Regions from separate parts of the Anas platyrhynchos genome. Here region 2 is linked to region 1. The links are chromatin contacts, called in public Hi-C maps. All regions are on one chromosome and are shown on one strand. The core of a region is the stretch at or near the end of the contact, and the rest is flanking DNA. Distances in the headings are between cores, read along the strand shown. Region 1 overlaps DENND2B (DENN domain containing 2B). Region 2 overlaps DENND2B (DENN domain containing 2B).

The links. A called contact is a pair of places that touch in the nucleus more often than the background predicts.
Region 2: a contact with region 1 is called in a Hi-C map of liver, with 2.1 times the contacts expected there. The contact joins two enhancer-like sites. A contact is called at or near these places in 2 of 8 Hi-C or Micro-C datasets (liver and small yellow follicle).

The regions. Positions count from the first base shown.
Region 1 is chr5:62,727,408-62,732,610 of IASCAAS_PekinDuck_T2T, reverse strand. The region is part of intron 15 of DENND2B (DENN domain containing 2B); the gene reads left to right. Among named protein-coding and RNA genes, the nearest start is that of RPL27A, 13 kb to the right of the region's middle. Within about 2 kb of position 2,855, at least 4 of the 8 cell types and tissues checked have an H3K27ac peak or open chromatin away from gene starts, as enhancers often do.
Region 2 is chr5:62,791,698-62,796,900 of IASCAAS_PekinDuck_T2T, reverse strand. The region is part of intron 3 of DENND2B (DENN domain containing 2B); the gene reads left to right. Among named protein-coding and RNA genes, the nearest start is that of RPL27A, 78 kb to the right of the region's middle. Within about 2 kb of position 2,555, at least 5 of the 8 cell types and tissues checked have an H3K27ac peak or open chromatin away from gene starts, as enhancers often do.

The DNA.
Region 1 (5,203 bases), core at 1,606-4,105:
GCATGGACCCTCGCTCTTTCTGTGCCACATTGCCTCATGCACTTGCAAAGTGAGGCTGCTGGTGCAACTACAATAGGATAACACATGATAGGGGAGGATGTTAAAAACTTACACCAAAGGAGACGTGGTCAGAGAATAGTTTATGGATGAAGATGTTGTCCACTCATTTTTCTATAAAATACGGTGAGGAGGGACCAGGAACGGACAACGCCCACAGAGGATGACACAAACCTTCAGATGGATTTCTGGCATGAATTGTACCCGTTGACACAGCGGTGTGGCAAGTTCTGTCTCCACAAGATAAAGCCAGAGAAAATAAGTCCAAAAAGTGGTTTGTGACCACTGTGTTTATGATAAAAATTGCCTCCCTGGTATCCTCAGTAGCATGGAGGACTCGGTGTTCGAGCTCTCCGCAACTCCTTGGAATCTGTCCCAGAATTACCTGTACTGCTGGCATCCCACTGATAAGGACACAGCACTGCTCTTTAGCCAGACAGGTGAGGCCATATTATGATTCCTCTAGGAGAATTTTACAGGCTCATCTTTTCTCAGTCTGCATCACACTAGATAACACCTGAAGTGTGACTCATCTAGCAAAACAAGGTTCGGGTTTGGCTCGTTTTCATGGGGAAGAAAATGCCATATGAGGGGCATGAGGGTTAAGTAGCTCCACTCTCTGAGTTGTAAGCACAGTTAAAAGAATTCCGTGAAGGAGGATAACAGATAATTGGCTGATGTGATGTAGAAAATATGCGTTTCCTACTCGATTTGTGTCCCCTCTCCCTGCCAGTGTTATCACTCTGGCCTTGTTTGCACTCAGTGAGATATCACAAAGCTGGCTTGCAGAAAACACGTCAGCACTCAAATTAGGGGAGCCACTGTGACCTGAGTCTGCCTTTCTTTCACATGTGGTAAATGCACAGTTAGACTCCAACTTCTGCATCAGGCTGCCGCCGCCACATGCAAGAAGCCTGGCTTGGAAAGCAAGGAAGCGTCCATGAGGCTGATGGGCTGATGGGCACAGTGCACTAGCAGTGCTGCTGGTTTGCTGAATCAGTCTCATCCTGGGAAATGCTCAGCTCCTGGATAACATTTTTCCTTTGTTACACTCCTCTGATAAGTGAAGGATTTTGGCCTGCTTCTTGGGCTGAGTTGTTAGCTCACTGCTGATACTGGGTAGGACGTGGTACAGTTCTGCTGTATTCAACAGAGAGGGGAGATCTCTCATTTCCTATTTTTAGAGAGTTCTTTATGCTGTTGCATGCAACAACTGCAGCAGTATTTGTTGAAGTATGGGTAGTGATTAGATATAAAATGTTCAAACCTGGCTGCTGAGTTGGGGCTGGACAGAATTATGGTGAATATAGAGGCAAGAAGCAAATAAGTGTAGCAATTACTAAGGAATATTCTCTCTCTCTCCTTTTTTTTTTTTTTTTTCTTTTCATGGCAGCCAGGCCTTTATTTTTAGTTTGCTTTTAAGTAGATCCTCAGCAGAGAAACATTACATCACAGTGTAGATTGAATCTGAAATTAAGCCGGAAAAGGAAGTAAACATTATAAAATGGCAATGATTTCCGTAATTATTGCCTTTCATTCAAGCACGGGTATAATGGCTGAACTTGCAGAGACTGCCAGCCTCTCTGTACAGTCCTTTCTAATAGGATCTGCGACCGGACAAAAAATTGTAATAAATTCTGGCTGCTGTAAACGGCTGAGTTTACTGCAGTGCTCTTTATGCTGTCTTAGACAGAGGAGAGACGGCTTTTCTCTTGTGTCCCAGGAGAGGTGGAGGGCAGGGATGCCTGTATCTGGCAGAGTCCAAATCAGAAGCTGCCTGGGAGCAGAGTTTCCCATGAGCATGGGGCCGTACCAGGGAGGTGAGAAGTGCCCTGGCTGCAGCAGGAGAGTCCTTGTCCCCATGTGCCCCTGTGGGGATGGGCCCTTTGTAAGGGGGTTCTGCCATGGGGAATTCGCTGTTGGGGAGAGAATCTAACAATGTAATTAAAAGTAAACTAAGGCATTAAGAGTTAATAAATGTATTAATGGTATATTAAAATTAAAAATAATTAATACATTCAAAAATTACAGTGTCTCTTTCCAAATTACCTTATAAAGGCTTGAAGGGATTCTCTGTAGTTTGTTCTTACCCCCGAAGGGCATCTAAACAAACTGAAAAGGATTCAGATTTCAGATGCCGAAACATGCCTTGCTGACAAAGAGCAGCTAACTTTACAGCTTTTCACACAGCACTCCTTCCACAGCAGGCAGGGTACTCATGGCTCAAAAGAGGCTGTCGTGTCTTGTGCGTGCACTTGTGGGCTGATCTGGTGAGAACAGAAGTGGAAAAAGGAAAGGTCTTTTAGGTGTCATTTCAGCTTGACAAAAATGAATTAAGGCCGAAATTGTGCTGAAGTACTTCTCTGAATCAAAGCCTAGAACAGTATTTTGCCTGTTCCCTTATGCTTGAGATTTAATTGGTGAAGTGAGACATGAACTAACCGTAATTCCTGCTATTCGGTAATCATTAGAAATGATTTTTCTATCAGTGTCCAGGTAGGTTACTGTGTCAGAATTAATTTGCATTTGTTTCAAACAGCAATAAGCTACGCACAAATTCTGGTGTTCATTTTGATTGTAATCTTCTGTCTTGCACTTATAGATCTATTTAATCATTGTAGAGGAAACTTATCTTTTCAGTTTGCAGATTTTTCCTGATAGAAACCATGCATTTGTTTGTGTTTGCTTATCAGCAGCTTGCGTGTAGTGAGGGGGCGTGGTACAAAACCCGCTGAAGTGTAAGAATGCTGATAATTACTGATTTGCATCCGTACCTGCATCTGAAAGCAGTCCTATGAATAGGCAGACCTCCCAGAGCCTTGGTTAATTGCAGACCTTATGCACTAACACACAGAGGTATCCTTTGATCCGTAATCAGCAGAGAGGTTACCCAGGGCAGCTTCGCTTCTCCAACATCTCCAGTTCAGCTTCGCTTCAGTATTGAGTTACGAGCACTAAGGTATTTATTGCTTCACGTTCTTCCCGGTGAGGAGGTTGTCCTGTATACTTCCTGCAGCCATCATCTGTCATGCTCCCCCCGCCCTTTCTGCATCTGATGCTGCACCTCTGAGCGTGGCTGTTGTTCATGCGTGCCTGTGTTTGCACGTTCCCTGACTCGGGGCCTTTTCTCCTGGTCGCAGCCGTGCAGTCCGATTGCTCCATCACCCTGCTCTCTTTTCCTGTAGCAACAATGACTCACATGATTTTGTTTTGAAATCTTCACGGGGTAGGTCTTCTTGCTAAAAAGCTGCAAAAACATGTCATTTATTTGGTTTGAGTCAAAAGAGAGGAATTCCAGGATTTTTTTTTCCCTATTTAAACAGCCTGGAGTGGTAAATGAGAAACAATCAGCAATAACTTTGCATAGGTAGAAAAGCCAGCATGTTTGAGAATTTCACAGAATTGGAAATGTCCTGCCTCATTGTATCAAGGACTCGTTCTTAAATTCCCATTTTATTCCTCCCTGGCCTATCTGGGTGTAGTTGGTGGTATTTTCATGTATGTCTTGTCCATGATGCTGTTACTTGGTCTTACCCACCTGAATGAAACTGCTGCTATTATTTAGTCTTACCCACTGAGAGAAATGTTTATTTTTTCAGTGTTTAGGTATGTGTTGTTTCTGGTGCAGTGCAGTTCTGACCCAAATGCCAGCCTGTGCAGCAACCGGCATCCGCCCCCGACACACACACTCCATTTCTCATCCAAACTTCAGCAGTCTGCCACAATTTTCACTGCCATTTTCCCGTTACTTGGTGCCTTTCCAAGTTTCTGCTTTCTCCTTCCCCTCTGCCTCTGCAGTTTGTGTGTGGTGAAGAAGGAGGCTGGCCAAATTCTCAGCCTTGTAGTTTCTTCCCAGAACCCTTTACAGTCCTCTGCAAATCTCTCAGACCATTTCATCTCGCAGAGCTGTTGCAGACTTCTCCCTCTCTCTCAGAGACTGGATGGAAGTAACCCAAGATCTGGGGAGGTGTTGAAGGGTGCAGCAGAAAAGTGCCAGGCAGCCGGTCCTGCTACAGAGTTCATCCATGGCACAAGGACAGCAGCTACCACAGGAAAGCACTGCTGTGGCCTGTGATCAGCCCCGTGGGGGTGTAATACCCACCTGAGTCAAGGTATCACACCGGGGAAGGTCAGAGTCTCCAGACTCCAACCACGAGTGGGAGGAAGCCCTCCCAGGCAGGCGAGGGGATGTGGGTCAGGAAGGTGAGGCGGGCACTGAGCAGTTGTAGGTTGGAGCACGTACACGTTCAAACAGCAGCTGAAGGCGTTCAGCAGATGTGGACAGAGTAGCATAATTAAGTCAGCAGGAAGAAATGAGAAACATGAAAAGGTTGTGGAAAAGTAAACACAGGCAGTGGAAAGACTTCTTTGTGAATTTACATTTTTGGCTTCATTTCTCCATCCAAGGAAACAGCAGGACCAGTCCTGTGCGTGGTCCAGCGCATCCGCCTAGAGCTGGCACCAGCCCTGGGGTGACAGACCTGCTGTGTGGCTTGGACCTACATGTAAGGGTGGTCCTCCCTCCCCTCCTGGCAGATTGAGCTTGTCCATTCCTTGGGAGAGGAGAAGGAGGAGGCAGGTGTCTTTTCCCCTCTTTTCAATGTAAGTGCCAAAATGACAGTGGGGAGGCAAGAGGGTAGCGAGGCAGGGAGCAGGAGGCCTGCCAGTACATGGTTGTCCGCACAGGAGGCACAATCGTGGATTTAGGAGGTTCTCAGGTGTGAGACTCCCTCTCTGAGAAACTGTAGGTGGAGGGAGGAGTGAGAAGGAATACAAGTTTTGGCTGTTAGTAGGAAGAAAAGGCAGTTGTCGAGTGTATCTGTGCAATATTACCAACGTGAGTGGTGTGTGTAACCAAATATGACTAATGTTTTGTGGGAGCTGAGGACTTGCAGCACACACAGAGTGATGGTCTTCTGACACAGACACATCCAGAACTGGCATCTGCATGGGCAGTACTCCCTGCAGCCAGGACAGTGGCCGTTCACTGTTCAACAGCACAGCACGTGCTTCTGAGAACCCAGTGATTGTGCTATGCTAGATATCAATGATTAGTTTTTAATGTAGGCTAGATTTGGGGTAATTTGTTGGTGAAGTGAGCTGGAAATTGATAGCAGACATCAGCCTCTCTATGGAGTAGTAAATG
Region 2 (5,203 bases), core at 1,306-3,805, 65 kb before region 1:
GATTTGCTTGTACTGGCTTTGCGGCTCAGACCTTCTTCAGAATTTAATTTAATGGGTTTTAATTAGAATTGGTGGGAGCTGGCTTATCTCCAGTGAAGGCGATGGAGATACACCACGTAATCCAAATGACTACCCAGACTAATACCTCTCCAGAGGTAGCTACAGAGCATTTCTGCTTAATTGTTTCTAGTTCTTTAAATTATCACACCAAATGATGCCTTGTATTTCCCAACCAAGTGATCCCACGGGGTGAAGTTATGCCCAAGTTTGTCATGAATCCGAGATTATTTGCTGCTCTTATAGGTAAAATCACTGTCTGAAATGCAGGGGGAAGGCTCCTCAGGCTGATGCCCCCCCCGGACACAGCACATACCTGGTGCTTGCTTCTTGCTTTGGGCTGTCACAGGTGATTCAGTCCTAGTCGAGCCAAATTCACCCAGTTTTACAGCAATTTTTTTTTTTCCTAAGTAAAATTAATTTTTATACATATTAATAAACCCAACAGAGATAGTTTGTTTCTTTTGAAGAAGGAATTATGTGGCTGTGGCCTGGGCAGAAGATTAAGAAATATTTTGCCTTAGGAACTCAGACCTTGAAAGTTCTTAAATAAAAAGAATTGGACATGTGTCTGGCATTAGGTTTAGCTGATACTCTGCTGCTGTTGACACTTGAATGTGCGTGTCAGTTGTTCACTCTGCTGGCTTGTCTTGGGAGTGCTTATTCTCTTTCTTTCCATGGTAATTTTTTTCATTTTGAAGGTGAGCTCATATCAGGAGAAAAACCTGTCTGTACAGGGAGAAGTGTCGTCCTAGTAGAGGCAATGCCAATGCAGTAGACACTGCCCATGTTTCTTGTCAGGACGTTTACCCAGATGCAAACCAGCCTGCCTGTACTGCCAAAAGACAAGAGCTGTGTCCAGAGCCAGGCTCGATGCCTTGGGCAAGTAGTCTCCATACTGTGACTAGAGAGTGTGGATGGAGGTAACTGTGGCCACCACGATAGAGCCCTGATCTTACCACAGGAAAAATATTATTATAAACAGTAAGGTAAGCGAAGTGTATTTTTTAGTATTTATCTTTTTTACACGTGAATATCAATTTAGAACTTAGGGTATTTCTTACATGTCTTAAGTTTTCTGAGTGGAGAGCGCTGTGAAGAAAACAGTAACTTGAAAATCAAAGGATGCATCTTCAGCTCCCGGGCATGCCACAGGAGCTTTGCGTGCTCCCAGGCAGTCTGTGTGTTTCAGCCATCCTAGAATGGTGCGAACATTACTTTTTCCTCTCTATTTTTTTTCTCCATAACATATTTATGTAGTGAGTTCTTCAAAGTGTGAGACTCTCTGCGTTGTTCCAAAACAACAAGGCTTTGGTCTTATTTGAAACTCCTGGGTGTACAATTTTCTCAATGCTTACTGTGTGATTGCCATTGTCTTAGCATAATTATGATAACGTATTCTCACATCTCCTTTTCTTTTGTTTACTAAGCATGTGTGTGGTGTTGCTTGAGTGATAGAAAAACTGCTTCTTTCCCTTTCATGTAAAAAAAAAAAAAAGTATGGGTGAAAGGCTCTCTCTACCTGGGCATCCTCTACCAAGTTCATCAAATGGTTTAAAGGAGTCTCCGTAAAACATTAGCCATGGATATTATGTTCACCTGAACAACTCCTTGTACTTGGATAACATTTCTGGGCAGATGATGTGCAAATCCCTGCTTAACAGAAAGTTTAGCGGGATGTCTGGATGCCATTGCAGTTTGAGTTACAATGATGTGGTGTGGGAAAATATGCTGGTGGGTTTGCTGCTGCCTCATGTCAGCACTGCCGTGTTCACCAAAACTCCAAAACTCCACCCGTGTGGACTGTGTTAGAGCATCAAAGGGCCAGGGGTGTGAGTGCGGCTGTGTGCTCCTGGGGAGTCCTGGCAGGGCCAGGATCTTGTCTCTGCCACTGTGCATGGCTTGTGGCAACAAGGTGCTGAAGTGCCTCAGCTGCTGAGGTGCCTCCTCCTGCCAGTTGGAAATACTGGTGAGAATCTTGTAAGCTCTTGAATTTGTGAAACACAACCCATAGAAAGCATTTATTTTTGCTTTAAAAGGGAGACAAGTTTTAATAACTTTGATAGAGAGCTTGAGAATGGGATGAATCACTATTTCATCAAATTCTGCTAAGAGTAAGCAATATATTAAATTATTGGAGATGCAATGATAAGCCACTTTTTTTTTCTTCTTTTGTTTTTCTTTTTGCCATTGAGGTTTAGAAAACAACACAAATCAGCTTCAGTCAAGCAACTGGGGAAACTGAATGACTGATGTGAAATCCATTCGCAAGTATTGTACTCCTTTAAAGCAGAAACAGCTGGAGCTGTGCAGTTCACAAATTTCCATAAAGTCGGTTCCCGGCAGCACAAAGCTACCTCTGGTTCAGAGAAGAATACAAAGCTGTTATTTACCCAGTGAGGTTGGAGATGCTTTTGAGAGAGAGCTTGGGCAGCTCAGCCCTGAACTGGGCCGTGGGAGACGGGAGGATGCTTGCTGTTATCAGGAACAGAGACATCGGCAGTGGGAACACGTCAGAGCACTGATTAAAATGTCCCTGGAATTGGGCAAAGCTTGAATACAGGCTTTGACTTCGTTGTTGCTCATCATCTCTGTCAGGAGCGTTGGTGGAGTGCTGATTTGTGATGCTCCGAGACGTGTGATGTGCCCCCTTCCTTGTCCTGTTCAGAAGCGACCTCAGGGAGGTGGATCAGAGTATGTATGTTTGAAATCTCTTTAGCAGGGTTGCAGAAATATTCTTGCAACCACAGTGGTCTACAGATGTGAGAGAAGAGTAGTTCGTGAGTGGTTTGTAACAGCTTCTAATAAGATCAAGAGACAGAACTGAAAAAATGGACCTACTTTTGGACACTTTTTTCAGGCTTCCTCAGTTTGTGGCAGAAGCTGAAGATGGGGCGTTTTGCCACAGCAATTCTGCAGCTGGCTATTTTGTTTCATTTTAATTTTAGATGTCAGATCAAGGAAGAATAATCATGTGCTTGAAGTGCACTTGTCAGTCAAGCAGTTCACTTTTTTCCAGTTGGAAATTCTGTTAATGTATCTCTCCTATATGCATAGGGGGGAAAAAAACAACAACAACAACAAAAAAACAGTTTTGGAGGGGAAAAGTGAGGGAAAAACGAGACTGCATTTTCTTTCATGCAGCTTCAGATCGAGTTTGCTTTGTTACTAGGTAAAGGCAGCACAAACATAGCCTGGCTAACTAATTCCCAGTGCAATTTAATTCTCATGGCACTTTTAATGCTTTGTTCTTTTCTATGTGGAAATCATATGTCATCATTAAAAATACTTTTTCCTATTATCAAGGTTAACGTTTTCTAAAAACACTGGAAAATAATTGAAAAATGAAAGGAAACAAGTCTTTTAAAAAGCAGAGGTTTGTAATTGGCAGGTTAGGCTGAAAGCATGTTTAATGCAACTGTGTTCTGCTACAGTAAAAAACCTACTTAGTCTAACACTGCAGTCCTTATTTATTTAATCATGGATTGTTTCTGTTTTTACGTTAGTGTACACAGTAATACAAAGGCTTGAACTAACCTGTTACATAATTTTTTTTTTTTGCAGGAAATTTTTAGAATAGCGTGGTTTTGAAAACTTTTCTTGTGTCTTTCTAGTGCTTTTACTGCACTGAAATGTAGTAAGTAAAGCAGTAAGCAAGATATATGCTAAAGCACTTAAGGGAGTCCCTATCAGTGCAGCATCAGAAAATCAGATCAGGAGTCTTACGTGAATTTGTTTTTTTTTGGGGCGATGATAAAAAGTTATTCAGAAGTCTACAGGGGAGACTGCGTAGAAACTGTGTGCATAGTATTTTAAAATTATCATGCCAGTGTTTCATTTCTTCTGGAGGAAGTTGTTCTTAGGGCTGAAAATCCCATTGCCTTCTGGACCAGGGAGACTGGCGATCTCACTGAATAGACCAACAAATAGACAAGCCATGAGCTTTCTTAATGATGCTTTATGTTCCATGAATACACTGGCAAAAGGGAGATGGCAGATAGCCCGTGTCCTTTCGAAACTGTTGGCAGAGACTTGAAAGCGTTTGCATGTGGATTTTTAACCTCTCCCTTTCCTCCCTAGACAGTACTGCCATCGGGCTGACTTCAGTGTACGCGGGCAGGCAGGCAGGCTTCTTTGCTGGGTCTGTGTGCGTGTGGTTTGGTGCAGCTGATACAGCTTCTAAGATTTTGTTAGCGATCAGCAGCCTCAGGTTGAAGAATGAAATGTAAACCGGCGGTACGTGCAACTTCAGAACCAAAACCAAATCAAAGCCACAGAAGTTTTCCAAGCTGTAGGCAATAAGGAGGAAACATTTGGCTTTCCTGATTTCTCACACACCTGTCCCTTCAAAAGCAGCATGTCAGATTGCAGAGAAAGGCTTTGCTGGTGCTAGTCTTGTTAACCATTAATACCAGTTTCCTCCCTTTAAGTACACAAAGGGACAGAGATTTGACAAATGTCCTCAGCCCATGTGTCATTCGCTGCCTGAGAAGCGAAGTAGCGAGCTTTCGGGAAGTGCAGAGGACAGAGCAGGTTACAAGGACTGGACGTGGAATTCCTCCCTTTTCGTTCCGCACCTTTCCCAGAGGGAAGAGCTTCTGAGTAAGTCTGGAAGCCGTGTGCCGGAGTGATTGCAGTGATGGACAGCCGTGTGCTTGCCAGAGCTGTGAGCGGAGGCAGCAAGCTAAAGCAGAAGCGAAGGAGAGTGGAATGCTGTCGCAGTGGATTCCTTGGTGATCTTTGCTAGTTTTGCAGTTTGGGCTTTCTACTCACAGGCAGGAGCTCAACAGCAGCTCTCAGCTCACTAAGGACAGTGATACGAAGAGCTTTATTTTTGAAGTTTGAAGCTCTGGCTCTTGGTGGAGCTAAAACTTGATTTTGCTCCCCATCTCTTCCCCTCCTTCTCCTCTACCTCTCTCGGGCTCTCAGACAGAATATAATTTCTCTGCCTGGCTAAATGCAGATTTCTTGCCTTGCCTAATAAGGATCCTTTTTTTTTTTTTTTTTTCTTCTCCTTAATAGTTAAAGGTGATTTTTAAGTTATGTAGCAGTATTTGTACCTACACCTTCTGCCAGTGTTAAATGTAGTGCTGCTGGGGCACTTCTATGTTTTGTGTTGGTCTTTGATGCCTGATATATATATAAA